Linked DNA regions of Gossypium hirsutum: regions 1 and 2 are each linked to region 3. A link is a contact called in public Hi-C data. All regions are on one chromosome and are shown on one strand. Each heading gives the region's core, a stretch centred on a gene start, on an enhancer-like site or on the middle of the called end of the contact. The rest is flanking DNA. Distances are from core to core; before and after follow the strand shown.

Region 1 (3,960 bases), core at 466-2,965, 180 kb after region 3:
GGGAGGTGGAGTCCATTGTTAGAGGGTACTTTTCTGACCTTTTTATGTCGAGAGGAATTGGGAATTTGAACCATATACTTTCCGGGGTTCATTCGTGTATTTTGGAAAGAATGAATCGAATGTTGCTGGACATTTACTCAGAGGGCAAAATTATTGAGTCGCTGAAAGGAATGGGGCCTACAAAAGCTTCAGGTGCTGACGGTTTCCCTGTTATTTTCTATCAGAAGTACTGGCACATCATTGGTAAGGATACTAGTGATTTTTGTTTAGGAATTTTGAATAATGGGAGTTCTTTGGAAGAGATTAATAAGACTCAACTGGTGCTGATTCCTAAAACTACTAATCCTACCAATTTGAAAAATTACCGTCCCATTAGCCTGTGTACTGTTATTTATAAGATTATTGCCAAGACAGTGGCTAATCGTTTCCAAAAGGTTTTGGAAGAGTGCATTGATGGTGTACTGTTATTTATAAGATTATTGCCAAGACAGTGGCTAATCGTTTCCAAAAGGTTTTGGAAGAGTGCATTGATGGCGCCTAAAGTGCGTTCGTTCTCGGTAGGCTTATTTCTGATAATGTTTTACTCGCATATGAAGTTCTTCATTCTCTTAGAAATAAAAGATATGGAAGAAAAGGTTTCATGGCTCTAAAATTAGACATGAGCAAGGCCTATGATAGAGTTGAGTGGCCTTTTATAAGAGAGATGATGAGTAAATTAGGCTTTGATGAAAGGTTCATCAATATTATCCTTCAATGTATCAGTTCTGTCTAGTACACGATTTTAATTAATGGGGAGGAAGGATCAAGTTTCAGGTCTTCTAGGGGCCTGGGCCAAGGGGATCCTTTAAGTCCCTATTTGTTTCTATTTTGTGGAGAAGGGCTTTTTACATTAATGAGACTGGCTAGTCAGGAAAAAAATTTCTGTTGCCAAGGTTTGCAGATCAGCTCCACCGATCACGCACCTCATGTTTGCAGATGACTGCATTTTGTTTGGAGAGGTCTCAATTAGGGGGATCTGTGTGATGAAGGATATTCTCGAAGAATACAAAGCTTGTTCGGGGCAGTGTGTTAACTTTGAAAAATCAACAGTGTTCTTTAGCTCTAATGTGGCAGATCAGGATAAGGATATGGTGTTTCAGATTCTTAATGTTAGAAGCTCGAAAAATCCAGTGAAGTACATTGGTCCTCCTAACATGGTGGGTCGAAAGAAGAAAATCGCCTTTCAAAATTTGAAAAATCGCTTGAAGCAACAGATTAATAGTTTTAGTTTAAGGCACATTTCTCAGAGAGATCCAGAGAGTTTTATAAAGGCTGTTTTGCAATCACTTCCCACCTATACAATGGCTTGCTTCCTTTTGCCAAAATCGTTATGTTTGGAATTGGAAAATATTATGGGGGCTTTTTGTAGAGGAAAAATCAAGGAAAGCGTGGGATGCATTGGTACGATTGTAAGTCCATGTGCGCGCTTAAGGAAAATAGGGGCATGGGTTTCCGCAATCTAAATCATTTTAATATCGCTTTATTGGCAAAACAGGGTTGGCGTTTGTTACGTAATCTTAATTCGTTACTAGTGCGTACTTTTAAAGCTAAATATTATAATGAGTCGAACTTTTTAAACTCCAGTTTGGGAAATCTACCTTCCTTTACCTAGCGAAGTATCTGGGCTACTAATGGGCTTTTGTTGAAAGGACTGGGTTGGAGGATTAGAAATGGAAACAAGTCTCTATTTGGGAAGATGCATGGATTCCTGGCAATGATGATTTTAAAGTACAAAACACAGAGGTTAATTTAAGCGTTCAACAAGTTGTTGATCTGATTGATGCTAATGCTAGAAAATAGAACTCAGAGTTGATTTTTAATACATTTTCGGAGCAGGACGCAGAAAGGATTCTTTGTATTCCCTTGTCTTTGCAGGAGCTCGATGATGTTGTCATTTGGCGTGGAGAGCCGACTGGTGAATATTCGTTACGAAGTGGGCATAAACTCCTTTTACATGATAATCTTAATAATTTACAGGCTAGTTACAAACAATTTTACAAAAAATTGTGGACTCTTGACCTACCCTTTAAAATAAAGATTACAGTTGGCGAATTTCTCGTAACTATCTACCTACTTTTAGTAATCTTCAATATCAACGAATGAGGGGCTCCGCGACTTGCAGTCGGTGCCAGGATGGAGTGGAAATAAGGGAACATGTGTTCCACAAGTGCTCTGTTGCAAAGGAAACATGGGAATACTTGAATATAAAGTGGATCCTTTCTGAAGAAAGCACTGATTTCAGAGAATGGTTTAAATGTATTTTTGAGTCTAGATCTAAAGCTATTTGCAGAATATTTGCATGCACTTTATGGGCACGTTGGACTTCCAGAAACAGATTTATCCATGATGGTGAGATTAAGACGGGTGCTCAAATTGCAATTTTTGTTGAAAATCATATTAAGGAACTTGATGGGTTGAAACAGAATGTACCTGTTGAACGTTTCTATGTGGCTAGTTGGGTTGCTTCGGAAGGAACAGGGATCAAGATTAACTTCAATGCTGCTTTTAACAATCGCAGGAAGGAATCGTGTTCAGGGTTAGTTATCCGTAATGCTAAAATAGAGGTTATTTGCTAAAAAATAGTTATGAACTCAAACATACCGTCTGTCTTCGCTGCTGAAGTGGTGGCGTGCTTTCAAGCGCTACAACTGGGTTTACAACCGGATATGAGGGAGGTGGAGATCGAGGGTGATTCTTGAACGGTGATTCGAAAGCTTCAAGAAGAAAATGAGGATAGATCTGAGATTGCTGCACTCATAAACGGTTCTAAAAGTATTAGCTTAGGATTTCAGACCTGCGTCTTCCTCTTTACAAACAGAGAAGCAAATACGGTTGCTCATATCACTTTAACTGAAGGATTGGTAAGAAGAGAGTCAACTTATCTAGAGAACATGGTTGCTTTTGGAGCGGTGGGAGTGGTGGCTGAAGATCGACAGAGGACTGAGAGTATGAGAGAGCTGAGGGGACGGAGAGTAGGGGAAGAGGAAAACATTTTTTGAATCTGTTGTGTGGAAGAGTTTTCAAGAACGTGGAGTTTCAAGAAGCCTTTGAGGGTTGAAATGGTCAGATATTAATTTGATTGCTGATAATTATTGTTTTGACGATTGTTGTTTTCAAGGGGGTTTATGGGGTGGTTTCTAGCTGGAGCAAGAATGCTCTAGAGTATCCCTCTTTGTCGTTTTGCTGGTTTGTGGAATTGGGCTACTTTTGTTTTTCTTTGTGTTTGGGCTTGTCTTTGGGTTATTTTGTTTTATTAATTTTTGTTATTTTGACTTTGGGGGTATTTTGTTTTGTTCTGTGTTGGGTTGTTTTTGGTTTTTTGTTTTTCCGTTTCTTGTGTTGGACTTAGTCTATTGTTGGCTTGAATTTGTTTTGGCCCTGTTTCAATATAATCAGTGAATTAATTCAAAAAAAAAAAGTATGTGATAAATGGATGACATGGCTGTTCTAAAATTGTTATAATAATATATTAAACCTTCAACAATTATGTAACACCCCTATCCCGTATCCGTCGCCAGAATAGGTGAAGGGGTATTACCAGACTTGAAACTCATATCAGAACAGTAAATTTTTTTTTTTGAGAACATTCCTTTAGATAAATACTAAAGACAGTCAGGTATACAAATTTAAACTTCTATAAGTACACATTCAAAAGATGCCATTTTCGCATGGCTTATATACGTTAACCAAAATATTCTTCGGCCACTGGTCTATTCTATACATGCCATAAAATAATTCAAAACATAACAGTAATAAGCAGTGGATAGTGATAGTGTGACTAGTTGCTGATGATCCCCGAGTCTGTAGCTTCCAAATGAGATCTATAAAATAGAGGAAACAAAGTAAACGGAGTAAGCATTACAATGCTTAGTAAGTTTTAAGCAGTGTCAACAGATAACAATCAAATTATAACATAGTTGT
Region 2 (4,154 bases), core at 401-2,900, 230 kb after region 3:
GCCTCCCTTCTGATGCAACATGGCTCCCACACCTTGTCCATATGCATTAGCATCAACACAAAATTTAGAAGTGAAGTCTGGCAAGGCTAGAACAAGTGCTGCACAAATAACTTGCTTAAGCTGTTGAAAAGATTCATTAGCCAAGGCAAACCATTCCCAAGGTACTTTCTTCTTCAACAGTTGAGTCAGAGGTTTGGCTATAGTCCCATAATGTTTAATGAATCTGTGATAATAGCTAGAAAGGCCCAAGAAACCCCTTAGTTCCTTCATTGAAACTGGAATTGGCCATTAAAGAACATTGTCAGCCTTGGTTCTATCCATTGCTACAACTCTTTTGGAAATAACATGATTTAAGTACTCAACCTTTGAAGTGCCAAAACTGCACTTACTTTGCTTGGAGTACAGCTTGTGTTGCCTCGTATACTTGGTAGCACACAACAATACAAGCCCTTTCTCCTCCTTTTTTCCATGTCATTGTGGGAGAGAGATTTAGTAGGCCTCTTTTGACTAGTGGGTGGTTTGTTGTGGTGATGGCTTTTGGGGTAAGGAACAGGGTAGGTAACTTGGGGTACCCTCCACTCCCTACATGAGGATTTTTCTTCTGGTTATTCATCAAAATGCTCTCAACTTAGCGAGCAATAAAAAAAAATCCTTCAACTGAGGTTTTGGGTTTGAATAATTGCAAATACTACCCAATTTCTACCTTTAAATTGCTAGTAAATATACTCCAAGCATTGCTCTAGGGTAGCTGTAGCTGGTTGAGTAAACTTACAAAGATATCATGGTAGTGACCAACTGTGTACCAGGGGGTCAAGGAAGGTGCTGGACCCAAACCTCTCCTTCAATCCTTGAACGTAGTTGTCCCAAGTAAGCAAACGCAGCCCGCCTTGTCTCTGAGCAAAGAAGTGGTGCCAATCAAGAGTCTTCCCTTCCAAATGCAACATGACTATCCTCACTTTAGCACTGTCACTGACTCCATCATCTTTAAAATATTGCTCCAATTTGGGCAATCAGCCTTTGAAATCCACTTCATCGAATCTTGGACATTCCAGTTTGAAGGGTCTCATTGGTGTTTCCACATTGCCAACTCATGATGGTGTTATCATGTACCTTAGATCTACCATAGGAGAAACAACCAAGGCTTCCTTTGGAGGGAAACCCGGTGGAGGACCTCCCAGTATTCCTTTCCTCTTGTATTGAGAAGAACTAGTGACAAGCACTGAAGGTTGGCGTCCCAGATACTGCTCAAATAACGTTTGTAGTTCAACCTTGATCTCCCCTCTGGACTCATCTCGGACCTCTTTCAAACGAGAGTTGAGCTTAGTGTCCCATCGAGAAATCTCCACTTGCAACTTGAGTCACCTCCTGTTGCAGATGACCCAACTCCTCCTGAAGTTAGGTTGTCATTTCTTCACCGACCATGGAGGATCGAAAAGGTCTGATACGTTTGAAACGAGAAAATAACAAGCAAAGAAATAATATTGAGAATAAGGAAGAGAGGAGGAAGATCAAGAGAAGGGCAAGAGAGAAGTAAAATTTTTGTGTTGTAAATTCATAACAGTTTCTCCCCTCAAACCATGCTTAAGAGGGAAAGAAGCAACGGTTATGGGAAACGATTTGGCAAGCCGTTATGACAGTTGTGCCATTCCATACGCATCGTTTCATTAAACAATATAGCACTCAAAACGCGTAGTTTAGACACGACTCAGACCCCAACCATAACACACCGTTTTGTTGAGTTTTCCAAGTCCCAAAATGCTGCGTGTTTACAAGTAACAAAAATAAGAAAATAACAGAACAAAATTACAAACAAGCATAAATGACTGTTATTGTGTCCTTCCATATTAATATAATTAATCACGAATTATTTGACTTGATTTTCATAAAATATTAATTCATTTTAATAGTATAAAAAGGTTTGTATGTTTTTATCTTAATTTTTGAAAATAAAAAATCTTTCTATTTTACCTTTTATTCCATCATCTTTGAAATCTTGAGGCTATATTTAATTTTTAGTTAATTTGTTTCCAATTTTGCTATTTATTAAATGTAAATAAGTTTATTTTGATACCTAAGTTGCCTAATTAATTCCTTAAATACAACTTCTAATGTTACCATGAGAAATTATTTTATAATTCCTGGTTCCTGTCAATTAAAAATAAATACATCATCTTTTTTTTCAATTAAAAAAATAGTTTGAAAATTTAGTTCAATGTACATATGATGTGGAAAAAAAAGATGATGTATTTATTTTTAATTGGTAGAGACCATAAATAATGTGGTACGGAGGATTTATAAAATAATTTTTCGTTAATCATTAATTCAAAATTTTAAATTTTATTATTGATTGTTGATTCGGAATTTTCAATGATCTTCAATGATGTATCAAATATTTAAAGATACCACTTGGAAAATAATTAACTATGCCACATATGGATTATTTCTTTTTTTAAAAGAAAACCTATTTAGGGTGTGTCTAATATTGTTTTTAAGAAATACTTTTGAGATAAAAACATTTTTAAACAAGTTACTTTTTGAGAGAAAAAGTACTTCTCTTAAGCTAAAAATTAGCTTCAAAGCATTTTTTTAAAAAAGTTTACGAAAAATACTTTTTGAGAAAAATAAAATTCTTTCGAAAAATATTCCTAATTGTTACAATGTTTTGAATGTAGAGTTCACGGAAAATAAAATAAAAGGGTGTTGGCGTTTAACTAAGAAACCCCTAGATTTCGTGTATAATATAATTTACTATATTTAGATTGATTTCACGAAGTATTAGATATCAAAATAAAAACGAAAATTACATATTTAAATTTAATTTAAATACAAGCTTCTTTTGACCATAAACCCAAATGGTCTCATATATTGGTCAGAGAATCTATAATTCCTTAATTTTTTTAAAAATTAATCTTTGACTATTAATGCAATTATATGCTTTTATTCATTAATATAATTAATATTGAGGATTCCTTAAATAATTTGAAAGGTGATAATATTGTTATTCTACCATAAAATTTTCATTCATTTATGTAATTTTATCATATTTTTTTTAACATTAATCTCATTTTTAATAATAATTTGAAAAAATATTTTTAACATGTCCGTTCTTTTTAATATAATGTTTAGAACTATTTATAACTCATCCTTAATCCTTAATAGGAGGATAATATACTTCAGCGCACTTGAACTCATGTCCTTCTATTCTGACAATAATATCGATGCCAATCGTATTAAGACTTAATCTGACTTTTACTACGTGCTCTATTTAGAAACATAACTTGTTATATGTCTAATATTTATAGTGATAAATGGCATGAGTACAACTATGTCATATAAGAATATTTTCTATAATTATAACTTCATATTGCTATAGTGTGTATATATATATATATGAATAAATACAAATATATTTTTGTTCTTAAATTAAATTACTATGATAAGTTATACCATATATAAGATGAATTAAGACAATATAAACGTGACAATATAAACTCTTTAAAAGGGTTTTTGAGAGGGTTTACCGGGTGGATCACATAGAACCTAGGATGCTTTCATTGCTGCCGAGGTTTGCGACCGTGACAGAGTTTTCAACCCATACTAGTGTTTTCTTTTTCTTTTTCAAATCGTTTGAGGTATATTTGCAACCTTTTCAAAACAAGTTCATTCCTTGTACATGGATTCATGAGTTGTGATCAGTAAAATTATTTTCTTGCTACGCCACGGAGCGTACCATCATTCCAACAACTCCATCATCATTAATCACCTCAGGCTTTGTCCATCCTTCTTCAATAGCTTTCCATGTATCTTCATTAATAAACATAATAAAATCTCTCATCCGAGATTTCTATTAAGCATAGTTTGAAGATCCAACATGAAGAGGTGCTCGAGAAATAAAACTTCCTTCTTTCATAGCCTCCATGGTAGCAATTATGGTAGGATCGTCTTCAACCAACTCTTGAAACCTCCTCTGATACCACTTGAAAATAAATAGTCAGTTTACTTCTTGTTCATTGTTGCCTAAATAGTTGTTCAGACTTAAGTTTGAACAACATAAAGAACATAAATGAAAGCAGCACAAATAAGGAGAGATAAACACATAATATTTGTTAATACAGTTTGAAAACAATCATATTATGTGGAGCCTTACTCAATGA
Region 3 (3,991 bases), core at 950-3,449:
GAACTTATAAACATCCCAATAGATTCTTTATTTCATAATCACCATCACAAACATGCGTGGATTTTAAATCATAATCTATCTATTCATGTTGCCATGATTAATCTCAAATTATAATAAACAATAAATAAACCATAGTAAAATATACCTGAAGATCTTTAACATTATCATCATCACTAATATGTATGAGATAGTTTGAAAATATTCTTGATTTCATATAGATAACGGTATCAAATCTTTCACCATCCTTAAGAGCAAAAAGTAAAATAAGTTAATCAAAACAATAATTACATGTAATGAAAGAAGAATGAAAAATAATAATTAGATATGAAACATTAAATAAAAGAAACTTCCTGTAAAAACTTTGCTTCTTGCTGTCAAAGAAATTAAAAATCATGGAGGATAAATTTGATCGTCGATAAAAAGAACATCACTTTGAGCAAGATCGTGCTGATAACATGTTATAAAATAAAGAGAGATGTGGAGAATAAAGAACAAATAAAATATGAAAGCAATATAAAATGTACTTTATTGATCAAAAAGGGTAATTACAATGCTTCATCAGAGTCTCTATTTATAGGTATAAGAAGTATAAAAGAAGTAGAGATCTAATTCTAATAACTATTAGAATTTAAAGTATTTTAAAACTTTATCTTGATCATGTTGGACATCCACTTAATAAGATATTCATAACAAATACATTTTTATTAAATATCATAAAATATAAATGCGCATATTACTGACTTTGTCATTACAAATATTTTTATTTATTTATAATATTTATGGCATTTATAGGTAAGATTTTTAATTTTATTAAAATAATTGGTTGAATGAATTTAATAAGAAAACTTATAAATAAAAAAATTTGATTCCATTAAAAGAAATTTATTGAATGGATTTATATAATAAATAAAAAATAAAATTTATATTAATTATTTTATATTTAAATTGTTATGGTTACATTAACAAAAAAATAAAAACAAAAAGAAAGTATGTTACTTTTATTTTAATTGTTTATTAACTTTATATTTTTTATATACAATTTTATATACAATATAATATAATATAATCTCTTATTTTATTTTATGGTTGTATTAATTATATATATGGTCATTGTATTTACTTTTAAGAAAAAATATAAAAGTTGAATTTGAAGAGTTTAATTTAAAAATAGTATTATAATAAAGAAATAAATTATATTAGGATCATTGTTATAGTTTTTAGGCACTAATAAAATAGTACCACGTTATTAAATTTTAAAAATAATAAAGTATTACTATATATTTATTTATATTTAATATATTCTCCAACTTAATTTAACTTTAATTAAATTACTTAAAATAATTAATTTTTTAAATTATAAACAAACTTCTTTTCTTCTTTTACAAATTTTAATCATTTTTTTTTCTCATAAGTTAACTTTTTTTTGTGCAATCAATTTTTTAAAAAAATTAACATTTTTTCTGCACTTTTTTCCATATCATTGGTACATAATCGTGGTAATTATTTTACCATAAATCCCGAACCTAGAACCTTGAACCTCAAAGTTCAAGATTTGGATTCGAGATTTAAGGTTTAGGGTTCGAGTTTGGGTTTTGAGTTTGGAATTCAATGTAAAAGTTCAAGGTTCGGGGTACAAGTTTAGGGTTCAGAATTCAATGTTCAAGGATTCGGGGTATGGGTTATGAGTTATGAGTTCGGAATTTAGAGTTTTGGTTTAAGGTTACGAGTTTGGTGTTCAAGGATTCGGGGATGGGTTATGAGTTATGAATTCGAAATTTAGAGTTTTGTGTTCAAGTTTAGGGTTTAGGGTTATAAGTTTTGGGCTTAAAGTTCGGGATAAAAAAATTATTAAAATTATGTGTCAATCATATGAAAAAAATTGTTAAATGTTATTAAATAATAGAAAAGGGACCATGAATAATGTGATGAGAATAATTTATAAAATAATTTCTCTATGGACGAGTGTATAATAGTAATTTTATATCATTAAAATTTGAGTGGTAGTTAAAAATTTTACTTTATGTAAGTTATTCCCTTTTAAAAATATTTGGACTGCTAAAGTAGGAATATATTTGGAAAGAAAAAAAAAAGAAAAGTTTTATAGAATTTAAGTGGTTGGATCAGTAATTGAAGACAATCGATCGAATTGAAAAAGTTATGGATCATATTGGTCCGGCCCATTACACATATAACTACGGATCTCACCCTCTTCAGTCAGCCCGACAAATTCTAACCATCTCAACGAACAATCCCTACACCCCCCTCACCCTAAACACTTCCATCAATTTCTTCATTCCTTTTCTTCAGTTCATCAGTCAAATCTTAATAAATCAACCACATCTTCTAACCCTTTCATTGTCAAATCTCAGATCTCATTACTGTGTCATTCTTTTTTTTTATTATTTATTTAGTTTCACTAATCAGTCTAAGAGACGGACAGAAACAAAGCAGTGTAAATAGCTGAATTTCGATGGCTGTGGCTATCAGGGGAGCTCGCGGTGGCGGATCCGGCGGTGTTGGAGCTGGTTTCCGCAGTTTTTTTTCTTACAGGATCTTCGTCTCAGCCATGTTTTCGCTTCTCTTCATTGCCACTGCCACCGTTCTCCTCACTACTCGTCCTTCTACAACTCATCAGCACTCTGTAAATTTTTCCTTCTTCAAAATCCTTTATCATTTGTTCTGTTTTTGGTTTTTTCAGATACCCTTTTCTTTTCTCTAACTTGGGTTTTTTTAGCCTCAGTAACATGCCATTTATTTCTCTAATTCGGTGCTTCAAAATTTAAATCTATTTGGCTTTTATTCATACACTTTGGCGATTTGCTGAGCCTTTAATACTTCACAATCTAATCTCTCTCTCTCTCTCTCTCTCTCTCTCTCTCTCTCTCTCTCTCTCTCTCTCTCTATGGTTGTTTTCTGCTAGTCTTTAGGGCAGAGCTTGCAGTACTTTAAAATTCATTCTGTTTGGGGTTTTAAATACCCTTTTAGATGTTCTAACTATTTTCTTTTCCGGGGTTTTCTAGCAGAGGTTTCGAAGTGGCGGAAATGCTTACATGCATAGAACGTTTGTAGCATTGAACTCGGACCCTCTCAAAACAAGGTTAGATTTGATATACAGGCAAGCCAATGATCACATCACATTAGTGAAAGCATATGCAGCTTATGCAAGGAAACTAAAGCTTGACATTTCGAGGCAATTGAAAATGTTTGACGATTTGGCTAAGAATTTCTCCGATATTACATCTAAACCGAGGTATAAATCCTCTTTGTTTGAAACCGATGGGAATCTAGATGAGGATGTCTTAAGGCAGTTTGAGAAAGAAGTGAAAGATAGAGTGAAATTTGCTAGGTTGTTAATAGCTGAATCTAAAGAAAATTATGATAATCAGTTGAAAATTCAAAAGTAGAAAGATACTATTTTCGCAGTTAGGGAATTATTAGGTAAGGCAAAAAAGAATGGAGCTTTTGCGAGCTCAATTGCTGCCAAATCAATTCCTAAGAGTTTACATTGCTTGGCAATGAGACTGGTGGAGGAGAGAATTTCCCATCCGGAGAAGTACAAGGAAGACTTGCCTAAGTCTGAGTTTGATGACCCCGATTTGTACCACTATGCTATATTTTCTGATAATGTGATTGCAGTTTCTGTGGTGGTGAGGTCTGTGGTGAAGAACGCTGAGGAGCCTTGGAAACATGTGTTCCATGTGGTAACTGATAGAATGAATTTGGCTGCAATGAAAGTTTGGTTCAAAATGAGACCTGTAGAAGGAGGTGCTCATGTGGAGGTGAGGGCATTAGAAGACTATAAATTCATGAATTCCGCCTACGTGCCAGTTTTGAGGCAAATTGAGTCTGCTAAGCAGAGATTTTACTTGGAGCATAAGATGGAGAATGGTACCAAAGATGGGAGTAACACGAAGTTTAGGTATCTTGAGCATATGTCAATGTTGAATCACCTTAGGTTTTATTTGCCTGAATGTACCCTAAGTTGCATAAG

What was found. A called contact is a pair of places that touch in the nucleus more often than the background predicts.
Region 1: a contact with region 3 is called in a Hi-C map of leaf, with 6 times the contacts expected there. The contact joins two enhancer-like sites. A contact is called at or near these places in 18 of 34 Hi-C or Micro-C datasets (anther, callus, fibers and 4 more).
Region 2: a contact with region 3 is called in a Hi-C map of leaf, with 1.9 times the contacts expected there. The contact joins two enhancer-like sites. A contact is called at or near these places in 2 of 34 Hi-C or Micro-C datasets (leaf and petal).

The regions. Positions count from the first base shown.
Region 1 is chrA12:13,265,881-13,269,840 of Gossypium_hirsutum_v2.1, forward strand. No RefSeq gene overlaps it. Among protein-coding and RNA genes, the nearest start is that of LOC107939796, 19 kb to the left of the region's middle. Within about 2 kb of position 1,716, at least 7 of the 9 cell types and tissues checked have an H3K27ac peak or open chromatin away from gene starts, as enhancers often do. A contact at or near this core is called in fibers and leaf, where this site is marked.
Region 2 is chrA12:13,316,856-13,321,009 of Gossypium_hirsutum_v2.1, forward strand. No RefSeq gene overlaps it. Among protein-coding and RNA genes, the nearest start is that of LOC121211601, 5.1 kb to the left of the region's middle. Within about 2 kb of position 1,651, at least 4 of the 9 cell types and tissues checked have an H3K27ac peak or open chromatin away from gene starts, as enhancers often do. A contact at or near this core is called in leaf, where this site is marked.
Region 3 is chrA12:13,089,877-13,093,867 of Gossypium_hirsutum_v2.1, forward strand. It overlaps the pseudogene LOC107916738. Among protein-coding and RNA genes, the nearest start is that of LOC107916736, 17 kb to the left of the region's middle. Within about 2 kb of position 2,200, at least 6 of the 9 cell types and tissues checked have an H3K27ac peak or open chromatin away from gene starts, as enhancers often do. A contact at or near this core is called in fibers and leaf, where this site is marked.